Regions from separate parts of the Pan troglodytes genome. Here region 1 is linked to region 2. The links are chromatin contacts, called in public Hi-C maps. All regions are on one chromosome and are shown on one strand. The core of a region is the stretch at or near the end of the contact, and the rest is flanking DNA. Distances in the headings are between cores, read along the strand shown.

Region 1 (5,325 bases), core at 1,218-3,717, 230 kb after region 2:
ATGACTGAATGTTAAAGAGAAAGGGGCCTTAGACATTATTTTTCCTATCATCTCAGTGGGGAAACTAAAGCCCAAAGAGTCATATTGGGAGTTGGTGGGAGTCTCCTGACTTCTTGTCCAGGGCTATTTATAGCACATAGCACTGTTTCAGTGGATGAGTACTCTGAAGCCACGGCATAATTGAGACTCTGTACATGGCACCTTCACTCCTGTTCAATGTGTCAGTGTGGGGAGTTTGTGTGCCATTTTATCCCTTTATTTTTGTCATCCATTTTATTCAATACTTTCGTTGGTGCCTGATGTTTTTGATAGAAAAAGCAAATAAAAGAGTAAGCAGCAAATGTGAGTTAAAAAAAATTTTTTTTTGAGACAGAGTCTCGCTCTGTCGCCCAGGCTACAGTGCAGTGGCGTGATCTCGGCACACTGCAAGCTCCTCCTGCCGGGTTCACGCCATTCTCCTGCCTCAGCCTCCCCAGCAACTGGGACTACAGGCGCCCGCCACCACACCCGGCTAATTTTTTGTATTTTTAGTAGAGACGGGGTTTCACCGTGTTAGCCAGGATGGTCTGGATCTCCTGACCTCGTGATCCGCCCGCCTCTGCCTCCCAAAGTGCTGGGATTACAGGCATGAGCCACCGCGCCCGGTCGGCAAAAATTTTCTTAACATGAATGCGTGAAGTAAGCTGTTTGGAGTTTAGAAAAGTTGCAATTTTTGATGGAGAGAAAACCAAGAAGGAGTTGAGTGATGGCCGAGGGAGTGGACAACCTCCTACTGCCAGGGCCTCTACTCCTGAACTGTTATGAGGTTGCCTGATTCCTCTTAACAACCCTTCAGGTTAGGGGCCAGCTGTTAACTTAATTTTATTACCAGGGAAGAAACTGAGGCTCAGATAAAGTTCTTTTATCCCACAGGTACACAAACTGCTAACTGATAGAGCCAGATCCAGCCATGTCTGGCTACAAAGCCTGTGTACTTTAACTTCTACAGAGAGTATGTGCAAGGTGAACCAGTAAAAATAACAATAACTGAAGAGCAATACTAAGAATAGTAATAATGATAGTTAACACAGTGCTTTACATGTGTGATCGCTTTGAACAGGATTAAGTGAACACATGAATAGGACTGGCAGGGAGTCTTTCTACTCTTCATTAGCGAAACAGGAGAGGACATATACAGTACTTAGGATTTCCACTGGCTTACTTTGTTTTCTGAAAAATAACTGAAAGGCTCAATTAGTTTTGTTTTGTCGCATTTATCAGATTATAACGTTCTGGATGTGGGTCTGGATGTGGGTAGTTGGGCTGGTGTGGGATTACATGAAATCAAACCTGATATATTCAGAAAGATTCTTCCGGTGGACACATATGCCTTTTGGGTTCGATATTCAATTTTGTAATTAGTGATCACTGTTCCTATTTATTTATTTATTTTTTTGAGACGGAGTTTCGCTCTTATTGCCCAGGCTGGAGCACAATGGCGCATTATCGGCTCATCACAACCTCCACCTCCCGGGTTCAAGCGATTCTCCTGCCTCAGCCTCCCCAGTAGCTGGGGTTACAGGCATGTACCACCATGCCCGGCTAATTTTGTATTTTTTAGTGGAGACAGGGTTTATCCATGTTGGTCAGGCTGGTCTTGAACTCCCGACCTCAGGTGATCCGCCCACCTAGGCCTCCCAAAGTACTGGGATTACAGGCGTGAGCCACCGCGCCCGGCCTGAATGGGAGTTTTTAATCCGTACTTTTTTCTTATTGAAGTTGAATGCCATATACCCCTCTATTTCCCTAGATGAATCCATGAAAGAAGTATGTTGCCCTCTATATGAAAAAGCAAGCTTGTCTTCTGCAGAAAATCAGTAACCACTCGTTTTTACACATAAATACCCCCAAATGAATCTCCGATGACTGATCTGATACTAGTCTGCAATTCTAGTTTTAGCATTAGGCTCACTCCTCATATTTGGGAGAAGATGTCCAATTCTGTAGTAATGTGTAACATAAAGTGGTGTCAATTTATAAATAATATCTTCTAATGAATTAATGCTCATTTGCAATGATCACTTCCATACAAATTTAGGTAAAGATGTTATTCAGAATTCGATTATCTCTATTTAAAAATGTCATCCTAATGTGCAACTCCCTAAAACTGTTACTACAAACAACTATTTTGCCACTCAGCCTAAAAATAAAACCTTTCACCCAAATGACACATCTTAATAGCCATATTTTAATCTACGTAATTTTAAACTATTCTGAAAGAATCCATTTCTAGATGTCAGACAAGAGTTGAAACTGGGACAGCAGTTTGAAGGGGCTAATTTAAAAACCCACTTCCCTGCTTGGAGACACCTCAAGAATTTCTAGGCTCACAAGGTGGGTGAAGTAAGGAAAGAGACTAAGAGCTGAACAGTGCCGTTCTTTGCGAGCCCCTACTGGCGCAGGCTGAGCCGGCTGCGGCTAGGGCTGCGAAGAGTTAACGAGGGACCGAGCCCCCAGCGCCGCGGGCTCCCCGCATGCTCCCTCCGCCCTCCCGTCCCCACCCTCTCGTTTTGGCAAGGGATTAAAGTGCTCCCCCCTGTGGCAGCAGTGACCCAGAAATGAGTTTGATTCACATAGTCCTTCCTCCATAACAAGCCAAACGCCAGACCGAGAGTGCCTCCGTGCGCGAGTGCCCGGTGTGTGCGCGCCGGCGAGAGCAGGGGCCCGCCCGGCTCCCCGCCCGCCGCGGCCCGAACTCATGCAGCTCCGAGCGAGCGAGCGGCGCCCAGCCCAGCGCCTCGGCCGAACCCCTCCGCAGCAGGTACGCGCGCGGGCCGCGGGGGGCGCGCGGGGTGGGCGCGCCGCGCGTGTGTCCGCGCGTGTCCGCGTGTGGGTCCGTGTGCGCGTCCCGGTCCCGCGGCGGCGACGGCGGCGGCGGCGGCGGCGGCGGCTGCAGGACGAGCCGAGAGGCTCAGCCATATTTGATGGTTTTGTTGCTTTGCTCGGGAGTTCTCGGGAGTAATTTAATGCCGAAGGTCGCTGCCTAGTGGAAATAATATAGTACGTCATTAATATGGCGCCAAAAGATTGGGTTCTCGATATGTAGCGAGGAGGGAGGGAGGCAGCCGCTGAGCGCAGCGTTACTATCCCACCAGTAACTTGGGCATTGCCGGGGCGGGGGCCGGAGGAGGAGGAGAGGATGATTTTTGGATCCTGAGAATTGATCTATGTTGGATCAGTAAGTTTTATTATGATTTTTTTTTTCAAATTTGGGGGGCTGAAGACTTAGAGCTATTTCTTCTTTTGGATTTGCGAAGAACATGCGGTTTTCAGGTGAATCATCAATTAAACGCGTTTAGGAGCAGAAGCCCAGTTTAAGTTGGCTTTAGTTTATAGGTTTTTTTTTTTTTTTTTTTTTTTTTTTTTTTTTTTTAGAAAGCCAAAGTGCATTAGGCTGCATGAAAGTGGAAAGCATAGTAGCAACTTGGTAGACAGATGGCAATGGCAGAACGCAGGTTCGCGTACATATATGAATCCAGTGTGTGTGAGACCGTGTGTGTGGTGGGACTGTATTTGTCCAAACATAGGTGTGCGTAGGTACATCTGTGTGTGGTGGCCGCAGCCCTGGCTCTTGTCACCGCGTCACCACATGTCCAAAATATTCATTGCATCAATTCAAGGGCAGTGAGAGGGGGGTGGGGGTGGGGGTGGAGGGACAGTTTGGCAATTAGATTCTTCCGAACTGGGCTTCCAGTGATCAGATCTTTTACTTACAGCGCGACTGCTTGTAAAGTGTAAAACCCCTTAATCGATGAAATGGGGTAGGAGTTGGCGTTGGTAGAGCAAAGTACCGATTAATCGTGAACTTAAAGGGGATTGCAAATTGCAACCTTTGGCACCATCTGCACATTGTGGGGGTGGGGCCTCTTGGTCTCCTTGCTTCCTTAAATGAACGTGTAGTGTGTACCCCGGGACTGCAAGTTGCAGAGCCCTTCAGTGCACGTGTCTTGTGCCTGTGAGTCTGTGTTTGCGAGTTGGGGGCTGTTGTTCGGTAGCCAGCAGGCTTTCCGGGTTGCTCGGCATTGGCTTGCAAATGCGGGAGAGGGATGGAATGTGGAATGTTGACCGGGGAACCGAATCCTGTCGGAACGGTCCCATTTGCTGGAGAAATTCGATCCCTTCCACCTCCTTCCCGCTCCCCCCCGCCCGCCTTCGGGCAGGAGGCGGGGCTGAGGACGCGGCTGCTGCTCAAAGTGGCGGAGCGCGGCGGCGGGAGGCAGGTGCACGGCACCCGCCAGTGGGGGTGCCTCAACTTCCGCGGGCGTTTAAATAGCAGCCTCTCTCCCCTCCCACCGGTAATAGGTGACCTGGCGGCCGAGGGCGGCGGGGGAGGGAACCGGGGGAGACTCGGGAGCGAGCCTCCGCGGCACGTGGGCAGGTGCTGGGTGGCCCCGGGGCCAACTTTTGTAGCCCGCCTCTGGTGTTTGAGGAGAGGCGGCCCAGTGTGGAAATGGGGGCGGGCGGCGGCCGAGGCGCTGCTTCTCCGCCGCGGCCGGAGCGTCACCTAACGGTCCCAGCTGCGCCGCCCGGGCCGGGGTGGGGGGTTGCGGGGGCGGGGACGCCCGGCCCGCCGCGCCCGCCCCGCACAAAGCCCGCGGCGCGGGGGTGGCCGCCGCGCCCCCGCCCCGGGAACGGCCCGAAGCCCGACGCGGTCCCCGCGCCGGTTCCGGCGGGCGGCCGCAGGCGTTTGTTTGTTGGTTCCGCGCCGCCTTCCTCGCCGGATGGCTTCCTGTGACAGAGGTGATACACAGTTTCCAGAACTGTCTGGGGGCGGGAGCGGGAGCGGGAGCCGAGCCCGCTCGGAGCTCCTCGCCGCCGCTGCCGCTCCCATCTTAAAACCGTTTCTCGCCGGCGCGCCCGCCCCAGCCCGAAGGTGCCGCCCCGGAGGGACTCGGGGAGGGGGACGGCGCGGCCGTTTCCAGCGGCGCAAGTGGCTTCTGGACGCGAGGGAGCGTTTGATTTGCAACTGGGGCCGAGCGGATTGGTGCAGCTGGCGGCGGCGGGGCGGGAGGAGCTGCGGCGGCGAGGGGTGGCCACTTTCAAATGGAGAGGGCGGCGGCGGCGGGGACGCCGCTGCGGAGGGAGCGGGGCTTGGTTGCGCCACGAGAAGGTGTCATCACTGCACCGGGGCTAATTCCGGCGGAGGTGCCGGGAGTTACTTTCCCCTCCTCCCGCGCTGTTGTTTCTGTCGCCTCGGGAGGAGGAGGAGGAGGAGGAGGATTGGGAGAGAGGGAGGGGGCGGCGCCGCGCGGAACCGCGGCCCTGCGCATTCCCCGGCGGGCGGCG
Region 2 (5,434 bases), core at 2,904-5,403:
TCCAACACTGAAGCATAAGTTGAATGTGGCATTTCCCTTCAGCGGGCTCCCACTGTCTGTAAAATAGAGTCCATACTCTATCTTCTGGTGTTAATAGCCCTCTAGATTTGGTCTCAAAGTAATTTTCTGATTTTAGTTCAGTGATTTTTTAAATTCATATACCATGTTCTCTAACTAAACTGAACTACTTGAACCTTTTTTTATTACCCCATATTTTCTGACCTCCATGCCCTTAATTATGCTCTTTCCTCAATCTGTAATGTCTGCACTTACATCTCCTCTACATTTTAAATTCTGTCCATCAAGGGCAAGCTCAAATGTCATCTTCTCAGATTAATTACCAATTCCTTCCTCTCTGCTGCCAGCCCACAAAATTTAATAATCTATTTTTTGGAACCCCCAAATCATCTTGTCTGTGCTTCTCTTGTGGTACTTCTTACTTTTTACCCTATGTTATAGTATTTTGCTGTATTTCTTCTCCCCAGTTAGATCATAAGCTCCTTGCAGGTACATCTGACTGATTCATCTTTGTTTCCCAGAGGCCTGGCATGGTAACTTGCACATAATTGGTGTTTAAGAAAATTTTATGAAACAAATAAACAGTGGTCGGGCACGGTACCTCATGTCTGTAATCCCAGCACTTTGGGAGGCTAAGGCAGGCAGATCATTTGAGTCCATGAGTTCGAGACCAGCCTGGGCAACATGGAGAAACCCTGTCTTTACACAAAATACAACAATTAGCCAGGCATGGTGGCACATGCCTGTAGTCCCTGGTGCTTGGGAAGTTGAGGCAGGAGGATCATTTGAGCCCAGGCTGCAGAGGTTGCAGTGAGCCCAGATCGCACCATTGTACACCAGCCTGAGCGACAGAGTGAGACCCTATCTCAAAAGGAAAAAAGAAATAAACAGTGTACTTTTATATAAAAGCCCAGGATTGTGGTTAAAAACTAATTAAATTAAATTAAATTAAATTAAATTAAATTAAATATTTCTTATCTTAAACCCCAGATCCTTAGTTTTTCAGGGATATACAGGAAAAAAAAATGACCACAAGGATGCTTCTATTTGTAAGTTGAAAGGTCAGGAGATGTTAATAGTTTGAATGCTGTGGCTTTCTGCCTGGGGCCATCAAACAGAACATGCCATAGCATTTTGCTGACCTTGGACAGTTGGCTAAGATGCAGTACTGAATGATCTAACTTCTTAAGAAGTGACTAATCTACAAGACTTCTGAATCATTGTTCCTTCCTGAAAATGGAGGAAAAGTTTGATAAAGAAAAATTCCAGTCTGAGAGGATTGTTACAGTTTTTTTTACAACATTGTAAAGCCTAACAAACAACATAGCAAAAAAAAAAGTATATTCTATTTAAATTTATATTATTTATATTCATTCTATATTAATCACTTCTAAGATAAATGAAATCTTCATGGAAACAGCAGGCAAAAACATTGGCTGATTATTTCTCTCGTATGAAATGCTAAACTATGAAATTCAAATATATTTGGAAAATTCAATCATATATTTATTTCTTAATAACAACTAATGAATTGCAGAGAAAATCATGTAAAAATTCAATAGCATTTGAAAGGTAAATAAACAGCCCTAATGAGCTTTATTATAATACTTTCCCATTTATGATGTATGTTTGTGACTAACATCTGTTGGATAGTATTTGAGATTAGGAAAACTTATTTTATTAAAAAACAGGAAAATTTTACTTAATAAGTTAATATGGATGGGAAATCTATTTGTAAGAAGTTCCATTTGTGAAAAGGTATAAATATGTGGTCACACATAGTTATATTTTGTTGATAGAAATAGATTTTATTAGATCAATAGAATCAGGCAACAATGACATGGTCAGCAAGACATTCTGAGAAGTAGCCATGATGAAGAGAAAGAAGTCATCAAGTTTTTCATCCTTACAACCACAAAAGAGAGAAAAATGGGGTTCAGTTGGGACAACAACAGAGGTCATATAGAAATGGCTGGGTTGGGGATCAAAGGACACGGTCAGCCTATGAACTCAGGAATTCCTTGGGTAGATCTCTATCTGTGGTTTGTCCTGAGGGCACCATCATGGCCAACATAAGTAAACCAGGTGTTTGTGGATCCATGTTGCCTCACCCGTCCTGTGTGTAAGTATCACTCACTGGCATGGAATACAGCAGGGCTATTCTTTACAGGGCTTTCGTGGGTTGGTTTCCATTGGGAATCACTGTGATAGTCACTACCCAGTGGTTCTCCTTGCTCCTTATTTCTGCTAAAAGGGGATGTGTTCTCTCAGAGAAGTCAGCAACTGACTAAACCAAGTGACCACAGTCTGGGGTAGGCTCACAAAGGCCCAGTTCTGATGAATGCCCCCATAAATAAAAGGGTTACATTTTTGCTGGCATAATTCCAAGAACTTGTGCTTTATGGCTTCCTCTTAAACTAGTCAAAAGAAGCTGTTCCATGCTTTAATACCTATGTACTAAGCTGGTTTCCCAGCCACTGTTTTGCTTTTGTTTTTTCCCAGAAAACTCGGAGGCCCCAGAGTATATGTAACAGATTCAATGCATCCTTGGAAGACCTTTTCTACCTTCCCGATTGCGACTTTTTTTCATAACTTCTCTGCAGTGCTTACCATACAACCAAATTAGTTCACTGAATTGAGTATGCTCTGTGTGAGATGTGAGCAAAACAAAAGCTGCTGGGAACACAGTAAGTACAAAATAAGATGTAAAATCCTTCCACCCTTACAAACAAACAAGACCCAAAACTAGGATCTTGGGTTTGATATTTTGTGGCTCTTTTAAAATTCCAAAATATTCCTTTTGCGTTAAATAGGGACAGTGTAATGCTCAAAATTGGGTTAAAGATCAAGGATTCCAAGTAAATCCAAAATAAAGATGATTGAAAAGAGCTAAAGAATTGTTGGGCTGCAGCAGCCAGGCAATTTTGGTGAATTTCCAGGAATTCCAACTTTTCGGTTGGGTTTGTTTTGTTAATAATATACCCCTTATAGCAGAAAAACTTAGGTCCAAAAGCACAACTCACAAACAAAACCTTCAGTGTAATGTTTTTATTATTCCCAGAGGAGCAAGATTGCTGAGAGCCTATCCACTTGGCCACTTAAAAACTAGTCACCATGCAGAAAGTGCATTCTTAGAATGCCTCATGGAGTGACTCTTCTGTCTATGAGGTGTTTTTATCTTGTATGGACTTTAGTTTGGGATGCAAGTAGTCAGGAATGTCTAAGTCTACATTCTCCACAGAGTCCATCTGGTCCCCTAGAGAACAGTGAGAATTAAATATTAAACCATGGTAATAACGCTAATCTCAATGACGAATATCTACAGTTTAATGTTTAATCCTTACTGTGCTCTAGGGCGTTTGACTCCAAATACCTGTCTGATAATGGTTAAGTGGGCAACCCCACAGTTACCTGCTCCTTTAGTTGTAATACCTTCCAATTTTATAGCTCTTAGAGTAACACTTTCATTGTAATAATCTCATGTAATCCCCATAACAACCCTGTGTGTTATGTATTATTATCATTATATTTCACAAATGAGGTCTATGAGATTAGGTGACTTTCCTAAATCTTACAGTTAAGTAAGTGTCAGAACTGATACTGGAACGATAACATACAACTCCAAGTCCCAGCACTTGCTACAGCCACAGTTACCTTCCAGGTAATTATTAATACTTTCGAGATACATTCTCAAAGGAACACTTTAAGAAAAGTTTTATCTATCATCACAAATTAAAGGGACTTTGGTACCTAAGACAGGTCAACCATTGTTTGGTGCTGAATGCCCTAGAATTTAATGTCGTATGATCTACCAGATTGTAAAGGAAACTGAAAAGATGGAGGAGGAGCGGTATAATTAAGGAAAAACCAAGCAGTAGATTTTTACTGCTCAGTTTTATTTTTAAAAAGCTAAATATTTAAGATTATTTAAAGTCATTTTGAAGCTGATACCATGGTTTCAATACAATGTTTAAATGAGGCCTTTTAGGGCTATGCAAGTTGTTGGAACTATGGACCCTTTTTCACCAGCAGGGGGCAGTAGGCATTTCCCCATCGGTGTCCTCCTGTTGTATTAAGAGCCCCATGCCTGGCTCCCCACCACCACCCTGGGTGAGGAGTCTGAGGATAGCAGAATAGAGTGTGCTGACTTGGTTTAATTCCTGAAAGTCTCGAGCTCTAACACTCTCTAGTAGAATGCATCAAGGTATTGGGTTTCTCTACAAATTTTATATAAATTCCAGGAATTGGGAAGAAAAAATTCAAGGGTGTGCAATGAACTTTTGTTATTCAAGATCAGAATAAGCTGCTAAAATATTTTTGTTAATTGTTGGAAGTCCAATTTGTACTTATCTTTAATGAACGAGGAATGCCAGAGCCTGCCAGGGACATTGATGGTAATAGTCAGCTCACTTTCTATCTTTCATTTGTTTTTGAGACTGAGTGTCACTCTTGTTGCCCAGGCTGGAGTGCAATGGTGCGATCTCGGCTCACCACAACCTCTGCCTCCTGGGTTCAAGCGATTCTCCTGCCTCAGCCTCCTGAGTAGCTGGGATTACAGGCATGCGCCACCACCCCTGACTAATTTTGTATTTCTAATAGAGACAGGGTTTCTCCATGTTGGTCAGGTTGGTCTCGAACTCCCGACCTCAGGTGATCTGTCCACCTCGGCCTCCCAAAGTGCTGAGATTACAGGCTTGAGCTACAGAACCCGGCCTAGTCTGCTCACTTTCTAGAGAGAATCCTTTTCCCTCTACTCTACGAAAAGGGCTGAATAAAGAATATCACACATTTATATCATCCTGGGCAGTTGAGTTGCAAGTCAGTTATGTCCAGGCCAGCAAAATGGCCGAATGCCTGGATAGTATGATTATTATGAATAGTGGTAAAGCCTGAGGAATGTAAGAAACAGAGATACCCCTAAAAGAGAAGCAAGGTGCACACAAAGTCCCCATAGAACCTGTGAGAATGACCTCTAGGGAATCTTGACCTTTCCTCTTCATCTCCAGTGCCCAACCCTTTCCATTTTCTCTCTCCCTAGACACAATCAGGCTGTAAAACCAAATCTGTCAGAAAGCACTGATGCATTTTAAGCTTGTAGAGGAATTTCAAGGAGAAAGAGACTCATACCTCAGGGCCCCTGGGTCTCAGGCTATGAGCTGATCCTGAAGCCAGAACCTGGTAACCCACCTAGGTAAAACAAACCTTGTTACCTTCCTAGGTTCGGTAATTGGGTCTACAAAATAAACTGATAGGCCGGGCGCGGTAGCTCACCCCTGTAATCCCAGCACTTTGGAAGGCGGAGGCGGGCGGATCACGAGGTCAGGAGATGGAGACCACCCTGTCTAACACGGTGAAATCCCATCTCTACTAAAAATACAAAAAATCAGCCGGGCGTGGTGGGGGGTCCCTGTAGTCC

What was found. A called contact is a pair of places that touch in the nucleus more often than the background predicts.
Region 1: a contact with region 2 is called in a Hi-C map of induced pluripotent stem cells, with 2.8 times the contacts expected there. The contact joins the promoter of JADE1 here to the enhancer-like site in region 2. A contact is called at or near these places in 3 of 7 Hi-C or Micro-C datasets (induced pluripotent stem cells and stem cell-derived neural progenitor cells), 1 of 1 datasets of contacts at active chromatin or transcription factors (stem cell-derived excitatory neurons) and 1 of 1 other capture datasets (stem cell-derived neural stem cells).

The regions. Positions count from the first base shown.
Region 1 is chr3:129,972,499-129,977,823 of NHGRI_mPanTro3-v2.0_pri, forward strand. It overlaps JADE1 (jade family PHD finger 1), which reads left to right and starts at 2,468. Exons shown (of 11, transcript XM_001158814.6): 1 at 2,468-2,800.
Region 2 is chr3:129,737,433-129,742,866 of NHGRI_mPanTro3-v2.0_pri, forward strand. No RefSeq gene overlaps it. Among named protein-coding and RNA genes, the nearest start is that of JADE1, 230 kb to the right of the region's middle. Within about 2 kb of position 4,154, at least 4 of the 24 cell types and tissues checked have an H3K27ac peak or open chromatin away from gene starts, as enhancers often do. A contact at or near this core is called in induced pluripotent stem cells and stem cell-derived neural progenitor cells, where this site is marked.